Linked DNA regions of Danio rerio: region 1 is linked to region 2. Evidence: chromatin contacts called from public Micro-C data. All regions are on one chromosome and are shown on one strand. The core of a region is the stretch at or near the end of the contact, and the rest is flanking DNA. Distances in the headings are between cores, read along the strand shown.

What was found. Hi-C and Micro-C count contacts between places; a contact is called where the count stands out from the background.
Region 1: a Micro-C map of caudal fin shows a contact between it and region 2, with 4 times the contacts expected there. The contact joins the promoter of hs6st2 here to the promoter of cfl1 in region 2.

The regions. Positions count from the first base shown.
Region 1 is chr14:35,593,834-35,599,004 of GRCz12tu, reverse strand. It overlaps hs6st2 (heparan sulfate 6-O-sulfotransferase 2), which reads left to right and starts at 2,751. Exons shown (of 2, transcript NM_194421.2): 1 at 2,751-3,572. The coding sequence starts at 3,013.
Region 2 is chr14:35,298,546-35,304,141 of GRCz12tu, reverse strand. It overlaps cfl1 (cofilin 1), which reads right to left and starts at 2,472. Exons shown (of 4, transcript NM_213641.2): 1 at 2,365-2,472. The coding sequence starts at 2,367. It overlaps atl3 (atlastin 3), which reads right to left. Exons shown (of 14, transcript NM_001006016.1): 14 at 5,084-5,197. The coding sequence ends at 5,129.

The sequences.
Region 1 (5,171 bases), core at 1,502-4,001, 290 kb before region 2:
TTATGATGGCTCTGATGTAAAGAAGACCAGGAAAGGAGGAAGTGTCTTGTGCTTGTATGTGGAGCTGCTCTGAGTCAGTGTGAAGATGACATGGACTTTACGGATCAGGAAAGCGATCCTCTGCGGTGTCATCTTTAAGTTTGAGTGCTGAGCTTCAGGCGGATGGATTGCAGAGCCTACAGCTCTGTACATCAGTGATGAGGAGGAGGAGGAGGAGGGAGAGAGACTAAAGAAAGAAGAGGAGAAAAGAAAAACAATTGTAAATAATGAGCAGTCGATTTAGTGGTCTCTGAGAGATGTTCATCAGATTTTACCCATTCAGAGTATGTGCTTAATATGGGCAAAACCAAGAGAGATAGATGCTAAAAATGTAAGAGAAAAGTTATATTAAACATTTCTTAGTCTTGTTGAAATAAAGACTGCAGATATTTAATTGTGATGTGTGGTGTGGTTTCTTATCTGCGTGCTGTATCTGTTGATTGATTGCTTTAACAATCTTGTGTGTGTATATTAAGATATTTTGTACGTTTATTTTTTGATAAGTGTGCATTGCTATACTTCATTTACACACTTTGCTTAGGCTTAATTGGCACATCAGAATGAACCGCTTATTTTAGATAATTTTAAATGGGCCCATGAAGAGTTAAAACAATCATGAGCTTTGATTAATCAGCCATTATTCAGTCTTTGTGTTTGTTATTAAATTAACATAAGCTGCTAAGATAAGATAAACACTGACAGATATAAATGTAACGCTATTAACCTCCCATAGCAGATAAGCATCCAAACATAGCCTCAAATTCATTCCTTAATTGCTAATGTAAATAAATGTGATGCTGACCACAATATGCTAAATAAATAGTAAGTTAATGAGTTAAATCCTGATGAATGTTAGTTGGTATAATGATATATTTTTAAAAATCTTCAGTTTCTTTTCTGCGCTATTGGAAGTAAACTTAATTATACATGATCTTTATATACAGTTGGTCAGAACTATTAGCCCCCCAATTTTTCCCCAATGTCTGTTTAATAGAGATTTTCCTCAGCACATTTCTAAACATAATAGTTTTAATAACTCGTTTCTAATAACCAATTTCTTTTATCTTTGCCATGATGGCAGTAAATAATATTTTACTAGATATTTTTCAAGACACTTTTATACAGCTTAAAGTGACATTTAAATGCTTAACTAGGTTAATTAGGTTAACTAGGCAGGTTAGGGTAATTAGGCAAGTTATTGTAAAATGATGGTTCTGTAGACTATCGAAAAAATATTTCTTAAAGGGGCCAATAATTTTGACCTTAAAATGTTTAAAAAAAAAAAAAAATTTATTCTAGCCGAATTAAAACAAATAAGACTTTCTCCAGAAGGAAAAATATTATCAAAAATGTCTTGCTTTGTTAAACATAATTTGGGAAATATTTTAAAAAAGAAGAAAAAATTAAAGGGGGCTAATAATTCTGACTTCAGATGTATATTAAGACATTTTTTAAGTTTATTTTTTGATAAGTGTGCATTGCTATACTTCATTTACACGCTTACCTTATGCTTAATTGGCTCATCAGAATGAACCGCTTATTTTAGATCAACCCATCTCTGGGAAAGAATCCTGGTGTGACTTCAGTTAATCAGTTTTCTTCAATGCAAACAATTAATTTTCAAGAGTCCAACATCCAGCTGTGTAAAACATATAATCTGATGTAAGTGGTCATCTTTTGCTACTATATTGTTTTTAAACAGGGTAAACATTTTACAAGTGACTTATTCTAAATCTTGGACCTTATTCTTGAAAGAAAACATGACCAATAAAAAAGTGTGAAGCACCAAAAGCAGCCCATATTAAAATAAGTTGTTATAATCATGTACTTTTTTTTTACAAGTGAGGCTGGAAAAGGTGTGAAGCTCATAATTATTGTGTTTTATTTTTTTATTATTCAAATGGCCAAATTCTGACCGAGGAAAGTTGTGCTGGCCAGTTTGTTAGCCTAATAAATGACAATAGTTTTTAATTTAAAACTTTTTTGTATTGATATTATGATGTAATAAATTTACATATTTTAAAAATACTGACAATACCATCGACAAGCTAATTCAGCTAAAAATAATGTAACCTAAATTCAGAGTTTATAGTTTAATAGAAAATGAGGCAAATAACTGGAAAGAGGTACACATTTTTTTTTTTTTTTTGGCAAAAAAACAAAACAAAATAAGAATCACCCCTTTCACCAAGCTGGTTACTAAAAAAACTGCTTAAACCAGCCTGCTTCAAGCTAGTCAACCAGCCTGGCTTTAGAGGGGTATTGGCTATTTCCAGGCTGGTTAGGCTGAAAAATGACCAGCTAAAACCAGTTTGACCGGCCAAAACCAGTATATGTTATATAAGTATATATTACAAGTATGTATTATATAACAAGTATATATTATTTAATAAAACATTAACTAATAATTTATGATTAATATGATGCAAAATTATATGAAAATATATAGTTTTTATTTAATAAATATTAAATATATAGTTAATTTTATTATATTTTATACACAATTAAACAATTAGTATTACCATTAAATACACATAAAGCAGTTTAAATCACATACAAATATCAAACTGATTTTAATTAAATGTAAAAAAAAGACAATATTACACAATAAAAGTATTCCTATGGACTTTTATTTTGAAGAGTGGTGTACGGATGTGGGCGTTGTATGTGGACTACTGGGAAAACGAGGAACTGGGAAGAGCGAGTACGAATTTGTGGCAGAGGTAAACAGCAGAAGTTATCGAAGAATCACAAAGCAATCCGATGTAAGTTCGGACTACAAAGCCTCGTGAAAACATGTAGACACCGACTAGACTCGCTTCAATCAAACGAACATCCACCAGAAGCGCTGGGCGTGTTCGTGTTTTGATGTGCTCGAGTCACAGGTTTTGTTCAACATTCCTCCTGGCCGACGCGACGCGGTGAGCGAGCCGCCGCACAACCGAGTAATGCTTTCACTTTTCCAGCGAGAAGATGGATGGGAAATCCAACTACAGCCGGCTACTCATCGCGCTGCTGATGATTCTGTTTTTTGGCGGAATTGTACTGCAATACATATGTTCAACATCCGACTGGCAGTTACTACACCTGGCATCATTGTCCTCGAGGCTGGGGAGTCGCGCGCCCGGAGATCGCTTGAACGGAGCCGGTGCGGGAGATCCGTACAGCTCGGAGGACGGTGCTTTGGTTCGCTTTGTGCCTCGTTTTAATTTTACCACTAAAGACCTTAGTCGCGCGGTGGATTTCCACATTAAGGGGGACGATGTTATTGTGTTCCTCCACATTCAAAAAACCGGAGGGACCACATTCGGCCGTCACCTGGTCCGCAACATCCAGCTGGAGAGGCCGTGCGAGTGCCATGCGGGCCAGAAGAAGTGTACCTGCTACCGGCCGGGCAAACGCGACACCTGGCTGTTCTCCCGCTTCTCCACCGGCTGGAGCTGCGGTCTGCACGCGGACTGGACCGAGCTCACCAACTGCGTGCCTTCCTTCATGAGCAACCGGGAGTCCCAGGAGAGACGCATGACTCCTAGGTGAGACTTATTAGTATACCAAACTAATTTAGTGTCTTAATGAGTTTAAATGCGTCTCGATAAACTAACTTGTTTCTTTTGTTGTGTTATGGTGTGTTGTATGGCGTCACGGTGCGCTTCGCCACTCCTTCCTCTCATATTGTTCTCGCTCTGAAACCTCTTAGCAAGTCAATTATGCGGAGACAAAAGGACTCCAACAGGTCAGGTTTAACCCCGGAGTGTCTGCTTTCATTCAGCGCATTCCTGCAACAGGGGACCCATCATCATAATCATTCACCCTTTCAGACACCCCGGAGGGCAGACAGCCTGCTGGCACCAGAACATCTGCCATTCTCTCAGGCCTGTCCTTTAAATAAACCCCCTGTAGCATTATGAGACCCACAGTGTTTGATAATGTTCGCATTTGGAGACTCGTGTTATATAAACCACGAGTCTCCAAATATAAAGGCTGTGCCTTAGCGCCCCTCCAGTGCTGATATACAGCCATAGCACACTGCTACAAGTGTGATATTGCGTTTAGACAACAGTTCGACGGCACAATCTTGTACATAAAAAAGAAAATCAAACACAGAGTCTAAAACTCTTGTATTAGGAGCTACTTTCTTCCAATATTCATTCACACATGCAGCTGACGTCAGAACAGCAGAAGCTGTAACTTATTTACCAAAGTCACTTTAGAGCTAGTATTTGAATGATTCTCTATAGTATAATGTGAAGCGGCGCTTCTAGTGTGTGACCCCTTAAGGTGATGACAAAAGAGCAAATTTTGCTTACATTTTAAGATTATAAGGCTGAACGTGACATTAAATGCCAACCGTCTACATAGATTTCTCACCAGACTGCTGTTGTGTTTGCGATAAGGAGGGACAAGGCTGAATCAAGTTTCTTATTCGCAGCTTCTTAGTGACTCTATCCAGTCCACCTTAAAAACCACGAGGCTTCCGTTTTTAGTTTTTTATTCGCGCTCAAGAGAACACACTGAGCAAGGGCTACTGTGCGGTTCTGGCGCCATCTTGTGAATAGACAAAGGCAACCGTTTTTGGCCACCGACAAGCTCTCAGAAACTATAAATATTTTAAAATAGGCGCTATTCTTACAAATAAATTGCTTAGTTGCAATCTAAACAACTACATTCTCGACAAAAAAAAGTACATTTTGTTGTCTAACAACAGTGATATTTGTCAAACTGTAGCGTCTCTGCTTGTTGCTTGCTGTATGTGGGCGGTCTAACACACAGAGGTGAAGGGTGAAGAGGCCTTTGTGTGATGTTACTGGCAAAATATCGCACGACTATCAGCCAATCAGATTCAAAAACCAGACAAAACTGTTGTGTGTGTGTGTATGTGTGTGTGTGTGTGTGTATGTATATATATATATATATATATATATATATATATATATATATATATATATATATATATATATATATATATATATATAAAAAGAAGTCTGCGGTTTAAATATTTGGGGTTCTCTCAGAGAAGTGAATTTGTTTGATTAGCAAGGATGATCACAAGTGACAGCAAAGAGCTATGTTACATGTGATTAATATTACTTATGATTTATTGAAGCATGCCAAAAGGTGAATCACAGTCACTG
Region 2 (5,596 bases), core at 1,223-3,722:
ACTTTTTTTTTTTAGTGAGTGTGAAATGGTGGACACGAAGCTTGCGGCCCACTTACAGGAAACGCACGACTGAAGGGTGGATCCGGGTTTGTTTAAGGTGTGAATGAAAGGAACGTGTTGAGATGTTTCATTATGTGAAAGAAATGGGGCATTAAAGGGCTAATGGAAGAGAGGGAATCCCACACCTTTTGATCAATTATTACCATTACTTTTTTCAGGATTTAAATGACCACCATATAAGGATACTTGATAACATGAACCATGTTTTAGATAGTTCATGAATATTCCTTTGACCCTCTGGTGAACTTTGGTCAAGTGGCTTGATAGCTTTGTAAAAGTTTAGCACTTGCAATGTAAACCCATTAAAAAGGTAGACAACTTAAAAAAAAAAGGATTAAACGATTTTGAATAAATGCTTGTGGTTAGAAATGAGTGCAATGAAAAAAGAAAAAACTAATCTTATTATCCAAAAATGAACGCAAACACTGGTTTAAGATTTAAAAATTCATATATTTTACATTTAAAGATGTAAAACTAAAGTAGACTTCTAAAACATTTTAAAATTAAAAACACTAAAAATTAAGTATTTTGCTCAAATAAACCGGTCTTTTGTAATCATTCTTAAAATGTAAAGATGAAAATGCTCCATGTTCAGAGCTAATGTATGGATAACTACAGCTACCGTTAAATAAGTTTAACACAATCACCCCCAAAACACTACTAAAACAAACTTAAAAGCATTACAATACAAAAACAGCAATAGAAGACAGCCTTTTATTTAGAAAAAACACGCAGACTCAATCTTAAGGCGTTCGTGTCTTTATCCGTCACCTAGAGCCATAAACAATTAAAGAGCAAAAGTCCAAAGTTTGAGTGCAAGGACACGAACACTGCGGGTAAATCATCCACGTCCACTGAGAAGTGAAACCCACAATGAGAAATGAGTAAGTGTTGTGATACAGGAAACGTGACGTCTTGGGCCCTCGAATAAAGAGACACTTTATATGTTTAAAATGTTTCTTGCATCGCGCATCTCATCACATGCCTCACAGACAGAGATTTGGACGTCGCTTGCGGTCTGTGACGTTGCATATGGTCCTTGCGACTCGCATACCGAGACTGCGCGCACCGGAACCGGCATTTCCTTCAGCCTACACGCGGCATTATCACCATTTCCCTTCCTTTTCACAAGTGTTTTTCAGTGTGCGTGTACGTACAGAAGCAAGTCGACGACTTAGCTGCGCTTTCGAAAAACTGAGGAAGTAAAAGCACCTAAATATTCTCAGGACACACGCAAAAGCAGTCACGTGCTCATCTCAAAGATACAGATGTGTTACAAATAATTTCGGAGAAAGATCAAACGCAATAAAACGTAATTTACAAAGTAATTTATAAAGTTACGTCCAACCAGGAAGAGTAGTCAGTGCACGCGCCGCCTAACGACACGCAAATGCACGAGTAACGGTTTTTAAGTTGGCCGCCTGCCACCCAGCGCACTTATTTCATAATATCATCTAAAATCAACCTGATACACTTTCCCCGTCGATTCCTCTTTTTGGTCAAAGAAATAACCAACACCATCTGTGCATCAAGAATTAGGGTGGGGCCACGATTGCGGTGTTCGTGCATGTGTGCCAAATATCCGCAAAACGAACGCGTTCAAAAGAGCAAAAGCGTAGTATAAACATGAGAGCTTTCGGCCTTAAAAGGGAATAATCGGCGTTTTTACGCCCGCCCGCAGTCGCGGCGGTGCGGCAAATGCGAACGATGGTGCTTTCTGACGGATGGCCGTGTTCAGACAAAGGACAGGGTCGAGGAAGCGCTTCATCTGGCCGGTGAAAACGCAGTTAACCGCACATGCGGCCGGCGGCCATTGGTTTATTCACTGCCTTTCCTAATATCTCGCTGCGGTCCAGTCGTGTGTGGAGCAGGGCCTGCATGCAGTGTGTGATGAAAAGCGGTCGAGGCCTTTCCTGGGCCTGGACGCACGGAAATAAAGGAGGCTGAGCGGGGAAATGGCGCCAGTTGTTTTTGGGTCTCATTTTTGCCAATCTCATCGCATCCGAGTAGTTGAAGGCCACGCGCAGTCAGACCGCCGAGCCGCAAGATTATAACCGCGGACAAACAAACGGAGTGAGTTCACTGCCACAGGACAATGTAGATGCTTTTCTGACAATCAACGCTACTTATCATAGCCTGCAGCTACGGTCGGTGGAGGCGTTAATTGACAGATTTGATTCAAAGATTACTCAATCACATTTAAGAGAAAAAACAACCAACAATGCCCACGAGATAGTAGTTAAACATTAAAAGCATATCAGGGATAGCTGTAAAACATTCTAAATGATTTAAATGCAAACTTACCATGGCTGTGTCTCTGTGCTAGTCGGCGTCTGGATTGGAATTGAATGAGCTGTGATGCAGTCCCTCGGTCTCGCACACTTGATACAACACTCGGGCGCGCCCTTTTGCGCGCTCCCGTGCAGCAGACGGGAGCGCGCGTCCGTGTCACGCGCTTTTTGAGGGGTTATGGGAGTTGGAGTTCTAGGATATTCTCTATAATTTTTTTATCGGTGTTTTAAAATGTAGCATTTTTCCTCATGGTCGCTATACGTCTATGCAAAAATAAAGATTTATTAGGTATGTGTGTGAGTAAAATGTTTTCCCAGTTATTTTATAATGTCTAACATTTTAGAAAATCTAAATCAAAACTTGATTTAAATAATTCATTTATTTCTGAAAATGGTTATTGGTCAAAATAGCTAATGTTTTATTTTGTTGTAGCTAATTAAAAATCAGGGTAATTCTACCAAATATTGCTTAACTTTTTAAAATATTGTGTTATCTATACGTGTGTGTATGTATGTATGTATGTATATATATATATATATTTATTGTGAATAAAATGTTGCTACCATTTTAAAAAAATGTGTTCAATAAATGGTCACAAATTTAAAACCCTCATTTTTAAAACATATTAAGCATGTAACCAAAAACGTTTATATGGGTTTAAATTATAGTCCAGTCATAAGTAATAACATGAGAAATCTACATTTCAACAATACATTTTAATACATTCAAACATTAAAAAAATATTGTATCAATTACCTGATTTTAAAATCACCATTGTCTATACATATATAACCTATAACACACACATATAATTTTCTATACATATGTAACCAAAAACGTTTAAACAGGCTTCATTTAAGAAAAATGTATTTTATTTTACTCCTTAAATACAAAACTATTTTAGCAGAAATGTTTTATTTATAGATTACATTTCGTTTTTACATCTGTGAAGTCCTAATGGTGGAGCTTTCTACCCAAAGCATGTGCTACGTCAGAAGGAAAGCGTTGTTAAAGTGCTACATTTTGCAAAGCAAACACACACATTTCGCCGATTGTAGTATTGGTTAGTGGCTCGCTGCTGTCTGAGCCTCAGCCTAACCCTTTGTGTTTGTCTCTGCCCCTTTTTAAGGTTCGCTTAACTCGCTTCCAAATAAGGAAGCAAATGGTGACAGTCGTGAACGCGCCTCAGCCAAAGCCGCGCACATCAGGCGGCTCGCGACTCGGATCGCCATATAAGGAAACAAGGACATTTCATTTCTATAGGAAAAGTTCTCTGTGCGCGCGCTAGAGGGAGCGGTGAACAGAAGAGACGGATGAAACTGCGAAGAGGAAGAACATCCTGCTCCCTAACGGCACAGCTTTAGCTACAATTTGACATTAACAAACGAAAGATGAATTAAAGGAAATCGTTTTTGTTCACGCAAATGAGAGGCTGTTTAAACATGAGGTTGTGTATACTTACGGTCGGTCCTCGCTGAAAAACGGATGTCGTTTTTAATTCAAATCAATGCTGACACCTGCTGTACAAACACTGACACTTATCTGTTTACAAACAAGACCCAAAAAGTGCATTGCATGCTTCTAGTTTTATTTTTGGGGGTATTTATCGATAAAGTGTGTGTGTAACAGTAAAAATGATATAAAGGGACATAAGACATCCCTACAATATCAGATTAGGCAGGCCCACTGAACTTGAAACTGAAAAGATCCAGAACATAAAGCTCCCAAAACTGAGTCTCTGGAGGAATGCAACGAATAACAACGCCACACAGACACAACATATTGTCTTTAAAATGCTTTCATAGGTCTGGACATTTTTCCGATATACACACACACGAATGAACAGGAATGTGATATGATAAATAAAATGGAAAGTAATAAGATGCAACAGTGCTCAGATCAATCCAACAATCAGGCATTAGCTAATATGATATACAAATATAAACCTGATCACAGAAAAGTGCACTAGCTGAGCTTTCTTCAGAACGTTAAATAGTTGAGATTGGCTTTTCTATCAATACTTTAAGTCCTACATAAAGAAAAGGTCAGGATGGTTTTGAACACTCAAACAGCATGCCGGCAGTTAAAATAGGGTGTACAGTAATAGGACCAGTCCAGCACACAAATCAATGTGCTGGAATAACATGTTTTTTTAGCACAAATTTGAAAGCCCAGTTTAGGGTATCAAGTTACTGACAGGACTTGTGATGGAACTCATACATGGATGGAAACAAGGAATGGATAGAAGGCCACAGTTTGGTACAGAGATCATAAAACAAAGCTCTCGCAATAGTGTAGCTACACTTTTAATACTAAACAGTGAATCAAGCTAAAGCCTTAAGTAATGGCAGTTCATGTGCAAAGGTATTCCTGGCTAAAAAGAACAAACAGATAACATGCCTACAAAGTGCAATCCTAAAGTTACACCACCCTGACCGGATACAGAGGACAAGTCTTTGGCTGTACTGGAATGAACAACTGTAAACTTAATGCAGCTCTGTGGAGAGTTTAGCCCTTGTGCTAAATCCTTAATCGTCCCTGAAGAACCAACTGCTGGTTTGTGAAATTTGGTCAAATACTCATATTTGTGTCGGTATTTAAAAATCTGCTGCAAGATATTGACAAAATCATTCACCCTGGATTAGAAGTGGAGATTTAAGTGCTATGTTTGGAGATATGCATTATTTGGTATCATTGTTGGTCACGTCTGTGCAGTTTGTACATCGTTTTTTTTTTTTTTTTTTTTTTGTCTGGCATCTTCAGTTTGACTGATAAGCTATCTGTTTTTCTTCTGCTGCGCAGCCACTTGACCCTGGTTTCTTGTCTTGTTTAACACATCTGTGGCCTGAGGGGGTAAAAAAAAAAATCAGAATTGACAATCCTTTAAGAGCTGTTCACACTAAAGCACAATAACTATAAAGATATAGTTCTAAAAATCAGTCAGTGTTAAAGAATAGCACAGTTCACACCACAATGACAAAGATAAAGAGAAATGATAATATTGGGGTCACTTTCAGAACGATTTTTCCCATTTGACAAACACTAACAGACAGTCAGAATTTGTAGAAAATTAAAGGGCTCATGCAATTTAAAGATACAGACAACACTATAAAGAGAAGCACACTGCTTGATATCAAGCCCTTTTTTAAAGTATTATTTAAAGAGGTGGTCCAGAGTGTATTTTTAAGGCTTGGTTGTGTTTATAAGATGCAAAGCAGTGTGCTCATGCTTCATTTGTAAAAAA